2 separate regions of the Mus musculus genome follow, and region 2 is linked to region 1. Evidence: chromatin contacts called from public Hi-C data. All regions are on one chromosome and are shown on one strand. The core of a region is the stretch at or near the end of the contact, and the rest is flanking DNA. Distances in the headings are between cores, read along the strand shown.

Region 1 (6,107 bases), core at 2,810-5,309:
AATGGCATATTTTTCTTCTGAGGGATAGTATGAGAGCCAGATCACAATGAACTACAGTGCCAGCTAAGAGGGCTCTTGGCTATCTTCCAAATAGAGGCGAGAACTGAAAAAGAACATTGGTCATGAAGTCAGCAGGGCCAGAGTGCCAGCCCCAGCTCTACAGAGCTTGAAGTCCCCTTAACAATGGTAGCCCCTGTGCCTCCAGTCTCCCCAAGGGCTACATTTCAGTTGGCTTTTGTGCCCCGCCCCGTGTGTGTGTGTGTGTGTGTGTGTGTGTGTGTGTGTGTGTGTTACCAGTCTGTGTGGAAGGAGGGGGCTAGAGGTGGTAGGTTTTACCCAGCCTGGAATGCTTTTCTTGTCCTCCAGTATTCAGTGACTTTGTATTTGTCTTTCTGGATTCAAACAGAGGGTTCTCACAATGATTAACTAGGCATTATCAATCCATTTGTGTTATACCTTTGTGTGAATTTCCTTACTTACCTAAAAATCATATCTTCACCTATTGTTCACAAGAGGAGTCCCTGAGAGGGCAGGGGCACGCATCTTATCTTTCTCCACGCAACACCTGGCTTCTAACACATATAGAATGAAGAGACGTTTTTCTTCAGTACTGGCTATCAAATGGCACATCTGCCTTTGAGTCAGAGTCTCTATATGCTGGAAACCTGTGGGTAAAAGCGTTTGTCTCCGGTGATGCAAGTCTGGATACTGGAATTCAGTCTCCTGAACTCAAGCAAAGGGAGGAGAAAACCAACTCCACAGTTGCCCTCTGACCTCCACTCATGCAACATGGCACCTCCCCCACCAATAATAATAGATAAAAATTGTTTAAAGAGAACCCTTAAGTATTGGGAATTTCTATTACATTAGTCACTCTTTTTTTTCCCTTTTTTAAAAGATTCATTTATTTTATGTATATGAATTCACTGTAGCTGTCTTTAGACACACCAGAAGAGGGCATCATCCAATTATAGATGGTTGTGAGCCACCATGTAGTTGCTGGGAATTGAACTCAGGACCTCTGGAAGAGCAGACAGTGCTCTTAACCACTGAGCCATCTCTCCAGCTCCTACATCAGTCACTCTTGCTATGAGAATGACACCATTGTTGTAATATTAGCTCCATGAAGTCCAGGAGAACTGACCCTCAAAAGTCAGCATTCCTAAACTTGTGGAGGTCTCGGGCTTAGTGCAAAGGTGAAAATTCCCAGGTGCGAAGGTGATTTCACCTGTCAGGCCCCCTGGAACTATGGTTATGAATAATTGTGAGCCAACATGTAAGTGCCGGGAATTGAACCAGGGTCCTCTGTAAGAGCAACAAAGTGCTCTGAACCACTAAGCCATCTCTCCAGTCCCTAGACCTCACATTTGTCGGTCCTAATCTTCACCCTCTCTCCTAGGCAGCATTGTTTTTATAGGGTGAAGTCAGGATTCTTGTAGTGAACAATAACTTATACTGTAGAATATGAAGGATTTCACTAAGATACCAAAGCAGATTAACTCCTAAGAAAATACTGTTTGAGGAGCTGGAGGGATGGTTGGTAAAGAGTGTGCACGGGCTGGGCAGTGGTGGCACACGCCTTTAATCCCAGCACTTGGGAGGCAGAGGCAGGTGGATTTCTGAGTTCGAGGCCAGCCTGGTCTACAAAGTGAGTTCCAGGACAACCAGGACTACACAGAGAAACCCTGTCTGGGAAAGACCAAAAAAAAAAAAAAAAAAAAGTGTGCATGGGTTCTGCAAAGGACACATGTTAGGTTCCTAGCACCCACACTTGGCTGCAACTCCAGCTCTAGGGTGTCCAGTGTTCTTTTTCCAGCCTCCAAAGACATTTGTACTCATGTGTACACACCTGCCCGCCCACACACAGACAAACACACATCTTTAAAAACTCCTTGTCAGTGGATCACCCAAACCCATGTCCTCCCAGCCTGTCACTATTATCATTTTAGGTCAGAGCTTTCTTTCTACAATTGTGTGTGTGTGTGTGTGTGTGTGTGTGTGTGTGTGTGTGTCACTATTATCATTTTAGGTCAGAGCTTTCTTTCTACAATTTTGTGTGTGTGTGTGTGTGTGTGTGTGTCTGTGTCTGTGTGCGTGTGAAAGAGTATGTGCATACAAGTGCAGGGTCAGGCAGATGCTCGAGGTGTTGGGTCCCCGTTGGAGCTGGCGTTACTGTGTTTGTGAGCCACCTAAAATGGGAGCTAGGAACTGAACACAGGTCCTCTGCTAGAATAACCCTTCCCCTTCCCTGCTGAGTCATCTCTCTAGCACTCTTTCTAAATTGTATTTGTATAACTTAATTAGAATTGCCTTCAATTGTAGAAGTGTGTATGACGTGCCACTTTCTGGGCAATAAGATGTAGACATGTGCACTGTGCACGTATGTGCATAATAGTCTGTATCTCTCTAAGAATACATAGGAATCAAATAGCTCTCTCCAGAAAAGCTGGGTGTCTGGCAGGCAGAGTGGGAAGACTTTCACTTAACAATCATGTTGTAAATGTTGGGGTTAAGCCATATAAATCGCCTCACCCCCTTTTGTAGGAAATATTCACCAGTAACTTATGCCTAATAATGTGTCCTCATGCCTTGCCATGGGGATGTTTCTGCCAAATTCACATGACTGAGGGAAACAGAGCTTAAGTGCATGGTTGGTAAATGACATCTGTAGACTGTGAAGAAGTTCAACTTGGTTGTCTAAAGCACCACTTGGGTTTTAGGATCATTTTCTATTTTTAAATTTCTTTCATTTTCTTCCCGATTCAATTAACACGTTTTTATTTAGTGCCTACTGTCTGCCCAGAACTGCCCTCGGAATTCTAAGAGGTATAAATGAAGCCTCTACGAAACAATTTATAATATTCCTGCCAAGTGCGGCAGCCACGGCGTGGCTAGAACTTTTTTTTAATCTTGGAAGTAGAGCCCTAAATTGAGTCGGAGAGGCGTGGAGGGTTGACATAAATGGAAAGGGGTCTGGTGGCGCTGCCCCCTCTTTGTTGGGGACAGTGGGCATGCTGGAGAGAAGGTAATTAGAGTGGCCAAGGACGCACTCTAGACCACACATAGAGGTCTAGTAGCTGAACTTCACCTTGGGCGAACACTGGGAAGGACTGACAAACCCGAGGGAGAGTAACCATGGGAGTAGTGCGAAGAGGAAGAACTCTGAGGAGATGAAGCCAGGTGCTCGCGGTGTGGTTTAGCAAGAATACAGTATAATAATAAGCACTGGAGTCCCGCTGAGGGCAGCTCCTCTCAGTTCTCTCTGAGCTACTTCCATGGTTACTCCTTGGCAGTAGTCCTTCCCAGTGGTTCTCCAAGGTAAAGCTAAGCTATTACACATAAAGGGGAGATCTAGAGTGGCTTCCCTGGGCTTCCTTATTTCTAGAACTCTTATCCCTCTGCTCCCTAGTGGATTCTGGGGAGCAGCACCTCCAGCCTGCTGCCCATTTGGGTCAGCTTTCCACTTCTCTCCAAGTTCAGAGTTCCTACAGAGGAGCAGTGTGTGCTTGATGGGAGGAGCAGGCACTTAAAGCGGGTAGGGTAGGGGGCGTGTAGAAAGTCTTGAACTGTCTTCAGCAATGTTCAAGAGTACTCCAACAACCCCAGTTTCTTTACAGACCACCACCTAATAATGCAACCAAGCCCTTTCTACCTGGACTCAAAATAACCTCCTCTTCACCTCCCTTTTTTCTTCTTCTTCAAAGCTCTGCTTTATTTGGAAACTTAAAATAACTGGTCACACGGTTAAAAACAGCAGCGGCGCGCCCCCTCCCCGGTGGCCGGCCGCAGCTGTCCGGCCTCCCCCGCGCCCTGCCGCCCGCATTCCAACTCTCTGAGGTCACGCGCCGCCGCCTCCCCGGATCCGCGCGCCCGGCCCTAGGGGAGGGACGCGGGCCCCGCAGCTCCGGCCCCGGCCCCCGAGCTCCCCCAGAGAGTGCCGCCGCGGCCCGGCCAGTGCGGGCAAGGCGTGCGGTCGGCGCGCGGGCCTGGGGCGCGGGCGACCGAGCAGCAGAGGCTGCGGCGGCTGCGAAGGCGCGGAGCCCAGGGAGGCGGGACGCAGAGCCGGAGCGCGGCCCCGACCCGGCGGGAGCCGGAGCAGGTGAGGCGCGGGGGACTCGGGCAGGGGCGTAACAAAGAGCGAAGTCTTCCCTTGCTCGCTCTGATCTCCTAGTCATTTCTAAAAAGAGTCTGGAACTTCTATTCCGGACTCCTCCGCGGATAGTTGAGGCTTAGTTCTGGATCGGGGTTTGAAATCTTGGGCATATTTGTGACTCTCGGAATATGTGGAGTATGAAGGTTGCCGTATAACTTTGGCAACAAGGGGCATAAAGGAAAGTCTGTTTGGCAACTCCTTGTTTCGGTTTTGGAGCAAAGCGTCTTTACTCCTGGAGGAAGAATTCTTGGATCTGCAAATTCCGACTTGTGATTTCTGTAAACCCTGTTTAGATTGGCTGCTCTGAGCATGCTTGTCCTATCCCCAGCCGCCGCGGCCGAGAAAGCCTTATGATTATAAAGAATGTTAGTAAAAACCTTCTGAATCTTTATGAGCTCCAAGGAACCACTGCAGTATGTCTAATAGTTACTGACCCATGTTTTCTTTTCTCTTTCTTTTTAAGTTTTGGACAAGACAACAGTTCCACACTGGAAATAGTTGTTTTGTTTGTAGGCCATTTGGTTATATGCACAAATGTTCTGTGAGAAACAGGATTGATTTAAGGCACTAAGATATAGGCGTTCTAAAAATGTTAGGCTCTCTTTTTTAGTGAATATTTAACGTTAAAGGAATAGTGGCAAAGTTCCATGAACATGTGGTGACTGACTTGAGGTGTGACTCGAGTTAAAGTCTCTGGTGAGACTCAGAGTTAAAGTAAATTTGAGAAACCTCTAGAAGGGGGTATGGCTAAGAAAAATGAGAAATGGACTCGCTAACAGTGCAGAGCATCTTCTGTAAACCCGTGAAGCAGGATTTAAATATGCATCTTTTCTTATTCTATAATGGGATGATTTTATAGAGAAATTAGCCTGATTTTCTCTTTTAAAGGCTATATATAGTCTATTTCATTTAGTAGTTGGCACCTATACCAACCCTCTCCAGAGTATCTTAAGTTTCTACCTCTTGGCTGTAATATTGAAACATAAGTTATGGCATCATCAAGATATATTAATCAAACATAAAATTTTAAGTTACTAAGCAGTTTTTCCACAGTAGGTTTTATATGAATAATCAAGAAACCAGACATTCTTAGGAGAAGATGCATAGAAATTTAACAATCAAATGATAACAGTTGCCCAAATAAAAAGAGAAAACATTGGTTTTTCCTCCTCCCCAGTGCTGTAAAACATTCCAAATCTCAGCGACAACTGGAAATTTGAGTTTGTCTATTCAGAACTTAATAATTAAGCTATATAGTGTAGTATACTGTGTTAAGGGCATAGTTCCATCTTTAGAGTGGAGACACTAGCACATTTGACAGTATATAAATCAGATGTCTTCCCTTTGGACGCATGAAACTTTTAAAAATATACGTTAATGTTTTAGTTGCCACAATTTGAAGACTGAAATCTACAACTTATGAGATAATACTTTGCACACTACACTTTCGTTGTTGTTTAGGTTTAGAGAAGCACAATTAGTGTATCTCCTAGGTAAAAGCTTGTTTAACTTTTTAAAAGTATTTTCATTTTCTTGATTTTTTTTTTCATTTTTGCTCCATTGTTCATACTCTGGAAACAGCAAAGAATATTGAAAAATATTGCAGACAGAGACTTTATCTTATTATAGCACACACACACACCCGCCCGCCTCCAATTCCGTCTATGGAATAGTGCTTTTACCCAAGTAAGGCAGTCAGCAGTTACTAACATACTGCTGTAGGTTCCCCTTTTGTTCCCTGGCCTTCTTCAACCCCAAGTTTTTAAAACTTGTCTTTCTGGAAAGAAGGGGGAGCTCTCACTAGAGAGCTCCAAAGAGCCAAACAAACAAAAATTTTAGGAACCTTGACCATGTCCCTACTAGTGATACAGCTCTGAATATAATTATAGAAGCCTGCAATCTCCTTAAGGACAGAGACGGCTTAGGGTTCGTCTTAGATTTCCTCAAGATGCTC
Region 2 (6,203 bases), core at 2,135-4,634, 6.9 Mb before region 1:
AAATGTGAATGTTGTGAAATGCCAAATGGAGGCTGAGTCCTGGGTCCTCTAGAAGAGCAGCCAGTGGTTCTTAACCTCTGAGCTATCTCTCTAGCCCCATATTCAGGTTTTGTTGTTCATTTTGATCTCATTATGTAGCCTGGCTAGCCTGGTACTCATGATATAGAACGAGCCAGTCTCTGCCTATGGGGTGCAATGAAGCAAGGTGTGCGGCCTTATTTGTTCTCAAAGTTTACTTTTATTATTTTAAATTATTTGTGTATATGTGTTTGTGTGTGGGTATGTGCATGTAAGTACTGGTGCCCTCTGAATCCAGAGGCCAGAACCTCTGGAACAGGTGTTACAACCATCTGAGCCACCTGACACAGATGCAGCGATGGATTAATCTGGGTTCTTTGGAGATCAGCAAGTACTCTTAACCACTGAGACAGATCTTCAGTCCCCTTGGTCTTCTTTCTTTTTATTATATGTAAGTATACTGTAGTTATCTTCAGACACACCAGAAGAGGGCGTCAGATCTCATTACAGATGGTTGTGAGCCACCATGTGGTTGCTGGGATTTGAACTCAGGACCGTCAGAAGAGGAGTCAGTGCTTTTCTTAACCACTGAGCCATCTCTCCAGTCCCCTAACCCCCTTTTGTCTTGTTTCTTTATTAAGTCTCATTATGTAGCTGAGGGTAGCCTTCCTTGAATGAGCCATCCTCGTGCCTCTGCCTCCCGAAAGCTGGGCCCATCATGCTTGAAAATCCCTTCAAAGGAGAAAGGCAGCTCCAGACCCTAAGAGGTGCACAGGTGCAGTGATGGCCTCTGCTGGGGCGTGGCAGCCTCGACACTGTGCTCCTGTTCTCAATGTACGACTCTTTTTGAAATCATATATATATATATATATTACGTCTATATACGTGTGTGTGTGTGTGTGTGTGTGTGTGTGCACATGCCATGGTGTTCATGCAGAGGTCAGAGGACAACTGGGGGAGCTTGGCTCTCTCCTATCATGTGGGTCCTGGGGAACTGAACTCAGGTTATCAGGCAAGGCAGCAGTGACTTTGTCTGCTGAGCCATGTCATTGGAATGTGGTCTTTTGCTGTTGAGACAGGATCAGGGCAACCCAGCCAGGCTTCAAACCTGATCTGTAACCAGGGATGACCTGGAGCTCTTGATCCTTGCACTTTGACTTCCCACGTGCTGGGATTACAGGTGTGCTCCACCGGCCCCTCCCAGCTAAGTCTTCAATACAATCAACACGATCACAATGGACTGTGGGAATTCCTGTTTAGGATTATTATTTTGACTCAACGTCCTTGGTTTCTGGGATATACCAAGCTGCCACTGGGAATTCCTTTATAATTTTTACAAAGTTGACTGTACTTGGTTGGGTAATTATCTTCATCTTATTCAATTAATGCTAAGGTGCCAGCATTCTGCATTAGGAACCCGCCTTTTATAAACATTAAAAGAGCCCTGTGACTTGGGAGTTTGAATCCCACTTCCGCTAAAGGTGTGATGACAGTTCTCAACTCTTAACTATGCTAAATTTCTCCTAGAAAGTATAAGTGTTCAAGGCAACACCCTTAACACTTTTGGTGCAGTACGCTTGCTTTGTGGGAGTCTCACTTTCTTCCTTCGGTATCTGGAGATGCAGGCATCCTCTGGACAGCTTGTGCTATTTTATACTGTGTTCAGGAAACCATATCAAGCAGTCACCAAACAGAGCCTAAAGTCCAGTTCAAACCTCCTAAAGCCTGATACACAAGGTCCTGCTGGGACTTCCCACCCAGCTCTGTTTATAGTACAGAGAGTACTGTCATTATTTACTTGTAAGGTTCAGAGTCTCTTTGAGCCAGGGTCTCCCCATGTAGACCAGGCTGGCCTTCAACTTAAGGAGAGAGCCATCTGCATCTGTTTCTCTAGTGCTGGGATAAAACTGTGTACCTGATGCCGGGTAAGCATGTCTTATTAGTGTCAAAATATGCCTAGACCCAACCGGTTCTAGTCTTCAGGGCTTTCCTCCAGGCCAAACCACAGAATTTGGATTACTGCTCTGTCCTTCAGCACTGCCCTGGCTGTTTTCACCTTTGGTCTTCTAAGCCCAACATTCCACTATTAGCAACACTGTAGTTAGCAGTCTTAGGCCAGATTATGTAGCATTTCTTTTTATTTCACCCAGAGCAAAAGTTCCATCATTCCTTGCGATGGCTACACTCCTTCCTGTCTTCCCTCCTCAAATTCCTGGTACTTACCAAGCATTACGCATGTGGTAAGCCTTGCAGGTGGTGTTCTTATCTGAAAAATAACTCAGACGTTCATGTATCTTTCTACCTCCAAGTCTCCAACTAAAATATCATCTTTTAAAAATAAGAGGCCCTTTCTTACAAAGCACATAAAGACTCCGAATGGTGTGTGGTGGTGCAAGCCTGACATTTCAGCATTTGGGAGACCCTAATTTCTAGGGCAGTCTGGGCCACATAAGTTCAAAGTCAACCTCAACTACCTACCCAGTGAGAGACTGTCTCAAAACCCAATCCAACTAAACCAAAAGAACCCATTTTGAGGATGCCCCATTCACGGGCCAGAATTCCTTAATTCGGTCTCCTCAATCCAGGACTCGGTTTAGGTTCCTTCCCGGCACACGTCATTTCATTTGCCTCAATTTTCGAGTTTATGATATTAATCTGCTCACACCTGGCTGAGGTGGCAATGTAGGCTCAGAGAGGGTAGCATAGGTTCAAGGTGGCCCAGTGTCAAGTGTCAGGAATCTAACCCAGGACAGCAGACTTCCGGGCCTTTAGGGGCTGCCCTCCTAAGGAGCCAGCTGCGCCTCTTCACAGACTGTCTCCCTAAAAGATAAAAATCGGGCTGCGCAGAGCCTGCGGAGAGCACAAAGTCTTCCAGGAGGCAGCAGCCCCTCAGCGGGTCGGGAAGCGCCAGGATTTAACAGAGGAAACCGTACTGCCCGCAATCGCCCCGATCCCAAGTTTCCTGGTCGTCGGCGTGGCGCTCTGCAAACGGCAAACTACTAGATGCTTTGCAAACAAAGCCGGCAAGGGGGTGGGGGGGGGGGCAACCTGATGACAATAGGCATCGGTCAGAACCCGGACAGAAACGCCGGGTCTCCAGTCCTCGCCCTGCATCCCCGCATCACTTCCCGCAGGACAGCCCAGGCCGGACCCGCCCCCAGACCTCCGTCAGCCCTAGTCCGGGCGTCCGCCGGCGCCCACCACCCGGCCGCGACTGCAAGGTGAGGCTCCACGGGCCGCAGCCAGCCCGCCCACTCACCTGCGAGCGCCCATGTTCTTATCCTTCCTCGTCCGGAGACTGCTGGGGCCAGGATCGCGGCGCCGGCACCACCCCCGCCCCCGCAGTTGCCCCGCCCATTCACCACCGGAAATGCTCCGGCCCGGACTCTTTTTTTCCTGCCTTTCCAGCCCCGCAATATGGCGTCACTTCCGCTTGTGCCCGTTGCTCGAGTACGTGCCGGGAGTCTGGGTCTCGCGAACGCGCCAGGAGCGTGTCTCAGGCGGGAGCGCGCCCAGTAGATGACAACAAATTAGTCGCGCCGCGTCGGAGTCTTGTCTCGCCTCAGCCGCCAGCCCTCTCTGTCTGTCCCTCTGTCTCCCTACCGACGGAGCGCTTCGGAAGCTCCCGGCTTGGGGCGCCCGGTTCTGCTCAGCGCCCAGTCCCCGCCGGGCCTAGTGCGAGCGTCGCGACGCGGGCCATGGGGTTGCCCTGAGGGACGGCGGCGCCGAACCGACATGCAGCGGCCACCGCGAACCTAGATCCCCACCGCGGCTTGGGGACGCCGCCGGGCCGACCCTGAGGCGCTGCCGCTGCCTGGAGCCCAGGTCGGATCCCCCGAGTCGCCGCCGCGTGCAGCCCCGGCTCCCTCGAGCCGCCAGCCCTCACCATGCCTTGGCCATTTTCAGAATCCATCAAGAAGAGGGCCTGTCGCTACCTCCTACAGAGGTACCTGGGCCACTTCCTGCAGGAGAAGCTGAGCCTGGAGCAGCTGAGCCTGGATCTGTACCAGGGCACCGGGTCCCTTGCCCAGGTCCCCTTGGACAAATGGGTAAGCTGCTGTCAGCCAGCAGGGGTAGGAACTGGCTCTCCCCAGGGCGAGACCTGAGCGACTGTCATCCAGCATCGGGCACGTTCGGTTCTCCTTTGGGAATTGTTTAGATTCAAGTGTGGCCCGGCTCAGGGAAGTGTGTAAAGTGTAGCAAGTTTGCGCTCCTAGATCACGTGCTCCGGCTTAAACGGTGTAATGGAGGCACACACGGGGCGAAACAATCGAGTCATTGGTTGGGGGGGGGGGGGGGCGCTTGTGAGGCAGGCCCAGGAAAGTACGTGGCCACCCTTGCCTCTTGGGCTGCGAGTGTCTGCGGTGTTCCTAGGCAAACAAACCCTATTTCTGTGGATGACGTTAAGAAAAATTAAAGATGAAGAGGAGGTGACAGAAATCCCCAGTTATTTATTTTGGTCTGGATGCTGGTATATTTGCGTTTGCTGGGTTGGTTGTCTTCATTCACTGAAAGAAAGTTAGGCGAAGGCCCCTCTTGCCAGTTTGCCTGCTCTGCTTGCGTGAGGTTGTGAATGGCCCCAGTAGTGCTGTTTAGATTTGCCCTTTTGCTTCACGTGATAGATCGACAGGTCGTAAACGCAAATGTTGCAAAAGCTCGGGAGCCGAAGCCGCAGCGTCAGCCTTTTTTTAAAGAACCTGTTTCCTCCTAGAGGCTGTGAGTTGACTTCACCTGAACTTTGAGTATATTCAGTTCGCCAGAAGCAGTTGTATTTGCATCAGTGGGCTAAAATGCCTACTATTTTACTTAAGGCCTTGGGTTTGTCGAGTCTACTCTTTTTTCGAAAAGCTTAAATTATGGAAATTCCTTGACAACTTGTATTAAGAGGTATGACACAAGGTAATTGTAACGAAACTAGGTGACTTAAACCAGAGAGCACACACAAGTTAGTTTAGACAGCTCTAGTTTGAGTAACAGAAAGACCTGCCTTATACCAAAATAGTCCTAGGCTTTCACAGTCTGCCGAAAGACAGGTATAGTAGTTAACCCAAGTTCAGTTATCATAAAAGGACAGTAGAGTCCATGCCTCGGGAGAGCTGCTGTTCTTTCCTATCAGCAAACGGGATTTTTTTTTTTTTTTTTTTTTTTTTTTGGCCAGGTTTATTATGTAGTCCTAGCTGCCCAGACACTTGTCGTGTAGCCCAGGGTAGCCTGGAACTCATGACAAAGCTCTCACCTTAGCCTCTCCAGTACAGTTTGAATGGGCTACATTTTTCTTTTCTGTGGCCAAACTGTCTTATTCCGAGGCTGGAAAATGGGCAGGGGCTGAAGAGATCAAGAGGACCTGACATCCTCAGGGTAGATGTTTTTGGTGTCTCGTCACTGCTGAAAGCTGACTAAGGAGTCTTGAGGGTGGGAATGTTGATGGATGCTTTGGTGTGCAGTGCAGTACTCTTTGAAGAGACACCGAAACTAGCAGGTGGACATTATTATTTGTTTTATAAATGGCATTTAATACTTTGTCCTGTGCCACAGTTACAAGTATTACAGCAAGAATCCAAATTCGACGCCAAGTGCAGGCTTGCTTGCTTTTGTGTTTTTTGTTTTTGTTTGTTTGTTTGTTTTTGAGACAGGGTTTCTCTGTGTAGCCCTGGCTGTCCTGGAACTCACTCTGTAGATCAGGCTGGCCTTGAACTCAGAGATCCGCAGGCCTGTGCCTCCCAAGTGCTGGGATTAAAGGCGTGCTGCGCAGACTTGCTTTCTTAGGGAACATAGTATAAGAGCACACTTGAGAAAGCTCTCAGGGACTCCTGAGCAAGCGGTTTGATTAGCTGTTTTCTAGAAGTCAGGGTTTCTATTCCTGCTTAAACATCATGACCAAGAAGCAGTTGGGGAGGAAAGGGTTTATTCAGCTTACACTTCCATGTTGCTGTTCATCACCAAAGGAAGTCAGGGCTGGAACTCAAGCAGGTCAGGAAGTAGGAGCTGATGCAGAGGCCATGGAGGGATGTTTCTTACTAGCTTGCTTCCCCTGGTTTGTTCTGCTTGCTTTCTTATAGAACCCAGGACTACCAGCCCAGGGATGGTCCCACCCACAATGGCCCTTCTCACCCTTGATCGATCACTAATTGAGAAAATGCCTTATAGCTAGATCTCATGGAGGCATTTCCTTAACTGAAACTCCT

The links. Hi-C and Micro-C count contacts between places; a contact is called where the count stands out from the background.
Region 2: a contact with region 1 is called in a Hi-C map of uterus, with 24 times the contacts expected there. The contact joins the promoter of Gskip here to the promoter of Ptpn21 in region 1. A contact is called at or near these places in 1 of 39 promoter capture datasets (pre-B cells) and 5 of 484 Hi-C or Micro-C datasets (muscle stem cells, natural killer cells, rod photoreceptor and 1 more).

The regions. Positions count from the first base shown.
Region 1 is chr12:98,735,357-98,741,463 of GRCm38.p6, reverse strand. Ptpn21 (protein tyrosine phosphatase, non-receptor type 21) reads left to right here and starts at 4,059. Exons shown (of 19, transcript NM_001146199.1): 1 at 4,059-4,099.
Region 2 is chr12:105,682,533-105,688,735 of GRCm38.p6, reverse strand. It overlaps Gskip (GSK3B interacting protein), which reads right to left and starts at 3,384. Exons shown (of 3, transcript NM_178613.3): 1 at 3,278-3,384. The coding sequence starts at 3,291. Atg2b (autophagy related 2B) reads left to right here and starts at 3,495. Exons shown (of 42, transcript NM_029654.4): 1 at 3,495-4,067. The coding sequence starts at 3,906.